Regions from separate parts of the Mus musculus genome. Here regions 1 and 3 are each linked to region 2. A link is a contact called in public HiChIP or PLAC-seq data. All regions are on one chromosome and are shown on one strand. Each heading gives the region's core, a stretch centred on a gene start, on an enhancer-like site or on the middle of the called end of the contact. The rest is flanking DNA. Distances are from core to core; before and after follow the strand shown. Region 1 has its middle 72 kb from the start of St18. Region 2 has its middle 48 kb from the start of Alkal1. Region 3 has its middle 110 kb from the start of St18.

Region 1 (3,066 bases), core at 493-2,992, 250 kb after region 2:
AACTCATCTCATTTAATGTATATTATCACAGTATCTTCTACATCTTAGGCTTTATTTGAAACATACAAGAATCTAGTTATGCAAAAATTTTAATTTACCTATTCTGCAGGAAGGGTTACTAAGTCGTGAAGGGAAACACTAACAATTGGAGTCCACATTTGAACCTGGGCTAACATGTTCTATGCTCAGTGCACTAAAGTTCTCCTCTGCTGGTTGGAGTATGAGACATTGGAAAGTGAATAGATTTTAAATTCCCAGAGAAGACATAATACTCCACAAGGTTTGGAAGGACTGGTAAATTATAGAGATCCAAAAAAATAACCAGCTCCATAGTGTGGGAAAAACTGAAACACATACTTTCTGGAAGTCAGTTGGATACCAGTGGATGAGATATGCTAAAAGTGCAACTGTATAGGAAAGATATCATAGGAGTATGTCATTATTTTTAAACAACTTTTGATCCCTGATTCTCTATTGAACCTAATTTTCACATTCTTCTTTCTCTAGCATTATGTTATTATGCCCCACTATGGTCACAGTGTTAAAACAAACATAAGGCCAGGAAGCAAAAGAATTTGTCTGATAAGTTTGTTTTTTTATTTCCCAGATCGACATAGCGGTGAGTGGGAAAGTTATGCTCCAAATAGAGAGATACCATCATAGATAGATGCTTGCTGCCATGGCTCAACAGCATGCAGCTGCTCCCCTGTTCTGCTTGTCCTAAGCTACGGAAGTCAGATGGGAGGCAGAATGTACTAGGAGGCCGGCTGGCTTCACAAGAACAGGAAGGCAGGCTGAGCTACGCTGAAGGGGCAGACAGCCTGTGTCATCCAAGTCGAGCATAGACAAACTGTTTTTCTATGAGAAATGTTAATACACCAGAACTCACCTTCCTTAGTTCACAAAGAAAATAAAATCCTGTTTCATTTAAACTTCAAAATTGTACCCTATATTCCCTTTGCTTTTTAGTATTTGATCTTTATATAGATGGACTATAACTATTCCATTTTTAAAGGGAAAAGTCAGAGATATGTCAGAGAGAGGGAAATGAAATTTTGCATCAGGTGAAATTTCTGCAGATATTTCAGAAGGATTCATAATTCTATGGCTGTGTACAAATGATCCATTTTGTTAATCTGAATTTCGAGGGTCATTAAAATTTTTTTCTTCTCTGTGGAGTAGTTTATTACTTAGAGAGAGGCACAGAAGCCAGTTTAAAACCAAGTAAGGGAAGAAAGCTGACAAAAACATAAATTAGAGGAAGAACTTAATTTAAAAAGTGTCAAAAAGGATAGATAGTCTTAGTTCAATAATAAAGCCTGGTTCAAGAGCCTTCTATCTTTAAATAAAGCATTCAAGAACTCTATTACCTGTATACAACCAATCTTTGATTTCTAATCTAAGTCTATTTTTGCTTCTTGTGATTAGCATACAAATGTGAAAAAAGAAAAAAAAGTGGTTACATGCATGACGATTAGGACATGCCTTTGCTTTAATGTCAGTGGTCTGTCAGGCTGGAGGTAAGGAAATGAATTGCTGCTTTGAAGGCTTTGCTGTGGTAAATTTTTTTCTGAAAATGACTCCTATCCATCTCCTTTTATTTTCACCCTAAGTTCATCATGCAAACTGCAAGCCTATAAGCATATATTTGTTTTCAATGAGACAAAGCACAATAGCACATAGCACCTGGGCAGTCTGTGTAAACAGTGCTGTGGTTTGTTTTGCTCTCCAGTAGTGCCATCCTTTCGACCAGCCAGGGCTATGAAATGCGAGGCTCCAGTCAGAAACAACAGATGCAATATGTTGAAGCACATCTAGTTCTAGTGCCTGACTCAATGCACAAGAAGAGCTGAGGCTGAAGAATTGTGCCAGGAGTAAGTGTGTGGCAAGATACCACCTGTCCTGTGTCCTATATGAAAACAGTACCCTATTTACTTTTGTATGAACAGAGACTATAAATTCTCTGATAATACTGTTCAGAAGGAACATATGCCAACACCTGCCTACTAGCATTTCCTTTTAGTCTCTTCCAAAGTTTTTGAAGGCTCAGTACTCAGACTTGTGTCTTCAGGTCTGAGCTATGTGAAGACTGCAAGTTGCTGGGGACTTTGTCCCATAGGAAAAGGCCTTGCAGAAACAGAGTAGATAGCAACGTTTGTGGCTGCTGACGGATGGCCCCATTTACATCAAAGGCAGTTATTATGCATGAAACCGCTCAAGCATCATTTGTTTCAGGGAATTCAACCAGTCAATTTTTCAGTTCCTTTCTTGTTCAGGGTCAGAAGCAAATGAAGGATCTCAGGTTGTTTTCATTTTAGGTCAGTGATGCTTCCCAACTTAATTATAGCAAATTTGTTTCAAGAGTTTCCCACCTACCAACTAAACCAAAAATGTCCTTTCCTTGTGTTTTAGAGGCCACAGCAAAGTGTTAACAAGGCTAGAGTCCAAAAGACATTATATGTGAACCCAGCTTATCAAATAACCTGTACTGAAACTCACAAGGCAATTGAAGTTGTAAGCCGCTGACCATGAGCAGGAAGAAGTAGGAATAATGTGAAGATACATAAGGTGCTTGAAATTCCACTTGAGGGTCAAATGGCACTAATCTGGAGCCAACGAATAATTTCCCCCACTTAGAAACAGGTTTCAGATTCATCCCAGAAAAAGAAATAACTGAAGTCTCTTTGGGGCACCCACCAGTGCTTACTAGCTTTTGTGCAATGTAATACAGTTTAACAATGGTACACTATTTGTAAATAGTATATTATTTAATCATTAGAATAACAATGGGAGGAACACATTATCCTGCTTATCATTGAGAAAACTGAGCATTCACCAAAATTAATTAAATTTCCTGGACAAATTAAGACAAGAATGTACAACAAAATGGGGATGTGGGACTTACTTTCCATGTAAAGAGGTCTGCAAGAGTCATATTGTGTTTAGAGAAATGGGCAGGCAAAGCGATGAGTGTTATGCTGTATGCTGACTTGTGGACAGAAACTGGGCAAGGATACTCAACTTTTATAGTTGGGGTGGGGACAGAAAAAAGCCAGTTCACTTGAA
Region 2 (3,136 bases), core at 11-2,510:
ATTTCTGGAATGTTGACCAGAGAGGGTGACCAGACAGCACCTAGGTGATTTCTTCTTCTTGTTGGTTTGTCTCAATTAGATTTGAAACAAAACAAAAATAAAGTAAATAAACAAAAGACAACATCAAAGGTTTTCTGTTTTACTTATTGTTTGAGGGTTTTGGCTCTTCATCACTTAACTGTGGCTTGTGTAAGTGGCACCAAGATGTCAAACACAAGCACAAAGAACAAAGCAGACAAAAGCAAGTGTAGACAGGTCTTTAAACATCCACGTAATTCATAGCCTCAGATTGCGTTTGGAATTTGAGTTCTTTATGCACGATGGAAATGAAACAAATAGAAAATTACATGGAACAAATGATAGTTTGAATAAACACTAGATACAGCTCAGTGTGAAAGTCGATGGGTCAGAATCATTTTCTGAACCCGTGCTCCTTCCTTCTGTTGGCACATGGACCTGTTTTTCAGCAGTCCGACAAAGGAAGCCATTTGCAGAGGGAAACATTTTTGTACAGGGGATGGTCTCCAGGAAGGCAGATTTCACTTCTGTTCGGTTGTGCAGCACATTGCTGCTCCAGCTCCTGGTCCTGCTAGTCTGCATGTTGTCACTGGCCCCAGAGGGAAGGAAGACAGATGTGAGGAAACATGAAACCGCAATTACACTCTAAGAATACATTGTATGTTTTGTGTACTTTTAATGTCTTCTTTAGTTATTCATTTTTACAAAATCATTTCCCCACTGTGTATAAACTATTGCGGTAAATAAAGATCAAACAACAAACAAAACTGGGAAGTCAACTGATCACTGCGGGAATTATTTTTAATGTAGGGTCATCTTTCTTCCACACGGTGGCGCCTCGCTGTCAGACTTAAAAACACTGAAACATTGTGGCCACCAACAACTCCAGATGGGCTTCTCTGTGCTAGTAGTTTCATTTTGAAACAGAAAGTCAGTACTTAACAATCGCTATTCTGAGTACCTTTTTGCTCTCAGAAAGAAGAGCTAAGCAGATTCTGACAGGACTTAGGGAAGTCATAGCGCCATGTGCAATGGTTCAGAAACTTTAGTGTGTCAGAATCCCCTGGAAGCCCAAAGAAATAGAGACAGTAGATCACTTCCTAGTTTACAACTTGCAGCATCTGAGACCATACTCTGGGAGACTATTCTGTGACAAATTTTGAGGCCTCGGAATTATGTTCCAGTTCAAACTCAAGTTCAACTTCTGAGATGACTAAATGACCTGGAGTAGGGACATTGGTGATTAACTGAGGCTGGCACCTTCAGGTGGTTGGTATGAGGACAGCTGGAACAGACACAGGTGTCCCGGTACAATATGGGGCTTGGAAGTCTTGTTTTGTTTTATTGAAGACGTCACTTTTATTTGAAGTCAATAGCTGAATCACAAAGTACAAGAACATTCATTCAGGTAAGAAATTTCTTTTAAAACTGTAAATAAGTATTTTAAGCCAGGAGCATCACACGAAGCAGTTAGTATTCTCTGGTACTGACTCTACCCCTCCTTCTCTCTCTTTTGTTTTACCACAAAACTTTATTTTATTCCACTTTTAACATAATGAGTCTTTTTAAAGTTTCAAAACAAAAAGGCATAACTAAGTACCCTTTGTAAACATTAGAAATGAACTAAAATCTAGGTTATTCACTAAAAGTCAGGAGTCAGGCTGGGATCTTAGGTCTTAGGAGAACAAAATAAACCGAACAGCATCTAACAAACAGGGACATCTCTCTGTTTTTACAGCCCCTCTTTCCTGTGCAGCCCACCCTTATGTCTTACACCAAGCAAGGAGAGCAACTCATAAAAATCCCTAGAGCCCCCAATTAGAAGGATTCATTGTCCAACAAGGATGGTCTACATGCTATTCTTTGCCTTTTGAAGGAATTAGAAACACTCTCAGACCATTTAAAAATATTCTTATATTCTGACAAGTGGGGCTGATAGATCCATTCTAGTAGCTCCCCATCTGGCAGACCTCATACCTCAGAGGCTAAGACGGATCCTTCTCCGTAGTACTTAGTATGGTGATTTGAATGCAAACATTCCTCATAGATGCAGATGTTTGAATATTTAGTCTCCAATTGGTGAAGCTGTTTGTCATGCTTAAGAAGTGTCTTAGTCAGGGTTTCTATTCCTGTATAAACATCATGACCAAGAGGCAATTTGGGCAGCACTTGGGAGGCAGAGGCAGGCAGATTTCTGAGTTCGAGGCCAGCCTGGTCTACAGAGTGAGTTCCAGGGCAGCCAGGGCTACACAGAGAAACCCTGTCTCGAAAAACAAAAACAAAATCAGAAAAAGAAGCAAGTTGGGCAGGAAAGGGATTCAGCTTACACTTCCATACTGCTGTTCATCACCAAGGAAGTCAGGACTGGAACTCAAACAGGTCAAGAAGCAGGAGCTGATGCAGAGGCCATGGAGGGATGTTCATTACTGGCTTGCTTCCCCTGGCTTGCTCAGCCTGCTCTCTTATAGAACCAAGACTACCAGCCCTGGGATGGTCCCAGCCACAAGGGGCCTTTCCCCCTTGATCACTAATTGAGAAAATGCCTTACAGTTGGATCTCATGGCGGCATTTTCTCAACTGAAGATCCTTTCTCTGTGATGACTCCAGCTGTGTCAAGTTGACACAAAACTAGCCAGTACAAGAAGTATGGCTTTGGTGAAGGCAGTATGTCACAGAAGGTGGGCTTTGTTTAGACTCATGGCACTTCAGTTCCCTCTCTGTTTGCTGCTCTTAGTGTAAGATGTGAGCTCTCCATTTGCTGCTGCAGTCTGCATGCCTGCCTACTTCCACATTCCAATGATGTGGTGGTGAAAGGAATCATAGATGCCTTGGCACAAGTTTCCCCTAACATCTGTGCTGTGGAACTGGATTTGGGTTCCCCTGAAGCCAGCAGCAATTTGAATGGTTTGTGAGCAAAGCCCATATTGCTGGGTTTTTTTATTTTAGTTTCTTGGGTTTTTTTTTTATTATTATGGTAAAACACAATTAAAATTTACCAGTATGAAAGTTTAAAATGTGCAACCAGTTGCGTTAAGTATTTTCACAATATTTTGCAATTACCAACAAAACCTAAAATTTTTTTCATCCCAACGGAAGTCTCCCTTTGGCTGTCATTTCT
Region 3 (3,205 bases), core at 686-3,185, 220 kb after region 2:
TCTAATCATTCCATATGTACTCTCAGACCATTTATAATTGCATACAGTCTTGCTTCAGAAAACCCACCTGTCAGCTTATAGTCATTCTGTTAGATACTTGCTAGACTGGACACCTCCTCTTTCACCCTCTCACTTGCTTCTATTTTCCTATAAAAATTTGTCCTGCTGAGGGTTCGAGGCTGCTCAGCCTTTGCATTCTATCCTGATGTGTCAGGTTGTGTTGGAGGAGAGCCCAAACCCAAACTTGTAATAAAAAGACCCTAATGGCTCCTTGGTTGTGTTTTGGAGTTCACAAACACTTCCTGGCACAAGATCAGTACTTAGGAGGTAGAGGATCAAATGTTCAGCCAATCTGTGCTACATGAGGCTCCTGTTCAAAAAAAAAAAAAAATCAGAGATGGGATGGGGTAGAGGGATAGGGAATGGAGAAGGGGAGATTTACTGTGTAATTCAAACTGGGTGGAACTTGCCATTCCCCCATTCCAGTACCTCAGCTTTTCATACCCAATTTCACTTCATTTTAATAAGTCAATGGAATTGTAGCAAGAGTATGGCTTGCCATACACAAAAGATATAAGGTAGGAAGACAGAACATAATGATTCCTGGATTGGGTCTCAGCAGATACTAGAAGCATCAGCAAAGTTGGACTGTTGCAGGATAGTTGACCACACTGTGAACCATGAGATTGTGTTATTTACTGAAAAATTCTGTTTCTAATTATGGTATGGCTCAGCCCTTGGCTTTAATTCCTTTAATTCCTCTGGCTAGAACATAGACTTTCCCTTAGTACACACCTTTAATCCCAAGTAATAAAGGTAAAGTTAGTTTGCAAAAGGAAGCACCCATATTTAAAAGAAAATTTTAATTGAGTGGCAGACAAAGTGATGAATCAGTGAAAGATCTGACAGAACAGGATATGCTCAACTCTCATGAGAAGAGAGAGAAAAGAGAGGCAACATAAGAGGGAGCAGTGCAGAGGGAGAGAAGAAGGAGGCAGTTTTACAGAAACATGTTGAAGAGAGAACAAGGTAGACACAGGTAAAGACAGAAGAAGCCAGAGAGTGAGAAGGAACTAGAAGATTAGAACAGATTATCAGAGTTAGTTTGAGGCCAACAGATCAAAAATACAGAGGCTGAGAGAGAAGGCAGATCGAATCAGTCAGCTTTGAGAAGTTTGAGCCAGAGGAGCTGACTTAAATCTGCCATGCTGAGTTCAGAAAGAACTAGACAGAATGAGCTTATTTAGCAGTAAGTCTCAGAGGATGAAAATGTTATAAGCTTACATAAGATTATATGATGGCTAGAAGCTTCCTAGACTAGACCTAGGTTAACAAACAGAGGTAGAAAGCCTTGGAGATGACAATTCCAATAGGAGAATAAAAGTCACCTTTAAATTGACCTTAAAATAATATCAACTTCTAAGCAAAAGAACTTAAAATTCGGGAGAAAAAATAATAATAGGGACTGGGAAGATGCATTCAAATGCTCAATTTTGCTCTGCTCTATCCACTGATTGCCAAACACATGATCAACTGATACTGAGACAGTTCTCCAGGTAAAATGTATAAACAGAATATGTTAAACTCTTTTGTTGACTTCTTTTTTTCTTTTCCTCATTCTCTCCCTTGATACCACTGGATATATAGAAGCTGGCTGCTTGCACATGTGTTCATCTAATTGTCCTAGTTGGTGACATTCTTGGTAACTCTTACTATAGACTTATCAGAAAAAGGACCTGGAATATATCTCAGTTGTCCTTGGATCTTTTTTGTTTGTTCATTTATATATTGTAGGGAGGGACATGACAATGCATGTGTAGATGTTAGAGGCCATTTAAAAAAAATCACTTTTACTACATGGGTTCCAAGAACTGAACTCAGATTGGTAGGCTCAGCAGGAAATGACTTTATTTACTTAGCAATCTTGCCAAAGTGAGTCACATCATTCCTCTGTTCACAGTTCCCCAAGACAAATTGCTGTATGATGAATGATATTCAACTTCTTTGGCTTATTCTACAAGGTCTGTCTGCCTCTTCCTGGCTCAACTGAAGGCAGCAAGGAGGCTATTGGAAACAGCATTCAGGAGAGATCTCAGGAGGAGTGGTTCTATAGACTGTAGAATCACTGGAGTACAGGATGGAGTCAGTGTGTTGACTTTTAAAAGTTCTCTTCTTTAGAACTGATTTTTTTTTTTCTTGAGGATTTTTTTTCTTATTAAAGTATAGAACACCATAATAAAATATTCTTACAGCATTTTGCTTTGTTATGAATTACATGCAGTTTCTGTGTTGTTTAGTTTTTGTAACTTGACTCAGAGTCATCTGAGAAGAGGGATCCTCAATTGAGGAAATACCTCCTTTGGATTGGTCTGTGGGAAAGTATATGAGACATTTTCTTGGTTAATGATTGACTTGGGAGGGCCCAACCAACTCTGGGCAGTCCTGCCTTCAGGCAGGTAGTCTTGAGAGCTGTATAAGAAAACAAGCTGAGGAAGCCAAAAGGAGCAAGATAGTAGTGTTCCTCTGTGCTTCAGTTCCTGATTCTATATTCTTACTTTGACCTTAATCAGTGATGTAGTGTTTCCAGGAAGTGTATGTAAAATGAAACAAACCCTTAATTCCTCAAATTGCTTTTAGTCAGCATTTTTATCACAGCAACAGAAAAAAGTAACAAACAGTGACAAAGCCAAATTAGGACTATTCAAATCCAGAAGCAAAATTTATGTCACAGAAATAAGTTGTGTACCGGAACCATAGGAAAAGAAAAGCAAGAATACAGCAGTTCTGCTCTTGTGAGATAATACATATCTGCAGTTTAAGAGGCTCAGCTTTAAATAAGCATTGGAGAAACATGATTATCAATCATGTAGGCCTCTTTTCTGTTCTCCTGGAAGCCAAAGTGAAATGTGGTCAGACAATCTGAGGATTCTTTGATATTCCATTAGCAGCAAAACTCCATCTGAATCCTCCAATACCCTGAGTGGTTTTTCATGATGAATTCTGCCAAGGATAGATCACATCTCAATGAAAGAGATCCCATGTACTTTGCATCCTCTACTAATAGAATCTACCCTTAGTTTTATGTCAGATCCTTTCTCTAGGCCCCAGACCTGAGCTCTGTTTATTGACAATATAATTCATTCTTATTGTAAAGGTCACAGGTCACAAGTTCTACTACGTTTAAATGTGTGAAAAAAAATAAACC

What was found. HiChIP or PLAC-seq counts read pairs in DNA pulled down with a chosen protein or histone mark.
Region 1: a CTCF HiChIP or PLAC-seq map of pro-B cells shows a contact between it and region 2, with 2.9 times the contacts expected there. The contact joins two enhancer-like sites.
Region 3: an H3K4me3 HiChIP or PLAC-seq map of bone marrow-derived macrophages shows a contact between it and region 2, with 6 times the contacts expected there. The contact joins two enhancer-like sites. A contact is called at or near these places in 2 of 484 Hi-C or Micro-C datasets (bone marrow-derived macrophages and macrophages) and 2 of 115 datasets of contacts at active chromatin or transcription factors (both in bone marrow-derived macrophages).

What each region holds. Positions count from the first base shown.
Region 1 is chr1:6,656,604-6,659,669 of GRCm38.p6, forward strand. It overlaps a transcript of St18 not described here. Among named protein-coding and RNA genes, the nearest start is that of St18, 72 kb to the right of the region's middle. Within about 2 kb of position 1,743, at least 16 of the 459 cell types and tissues checked have an H3K27ac peak or open chromatin away from gene starts, as enhancers often do. A contact at or near this core is called in pro-B cells, where this site is marked.
Region 2 is chr1:6,405,666-6,408,801 of GRCm38.p6, forward strand. No RefSeq gene overlaps it. Among named protein-coding and RNA genes, the nearest start is that of Alkal1, 48 kb to the left of the region's middle. Within about 2 kb of position 1,261, at least 58 of the 459 cell types and tissues checked have an H3K27ac peak or open chromatin away from gene starts, as enhancers often do. A contact at or near this core is called in bone marrow-derived macrophages and pro-B cells, where this site is marked.
Region 3 is chr1:6,622,181-6,625,385 of GRCm38.p6, forward strand. It overlaps a transcript of St18 not described here. Among named protein-coding and RNA genes, the nearest start is that of St18, 110 kb to the right of the region's middle. Within about 2 kb of position 1,936, at least 33 of the 459 cell types and tissues checked have an H3K27ac peak or open chromatin away from gene starts, as enhancers often do. A contact at or near this core is called in bone marrow-derived macrophages, where this site is marked.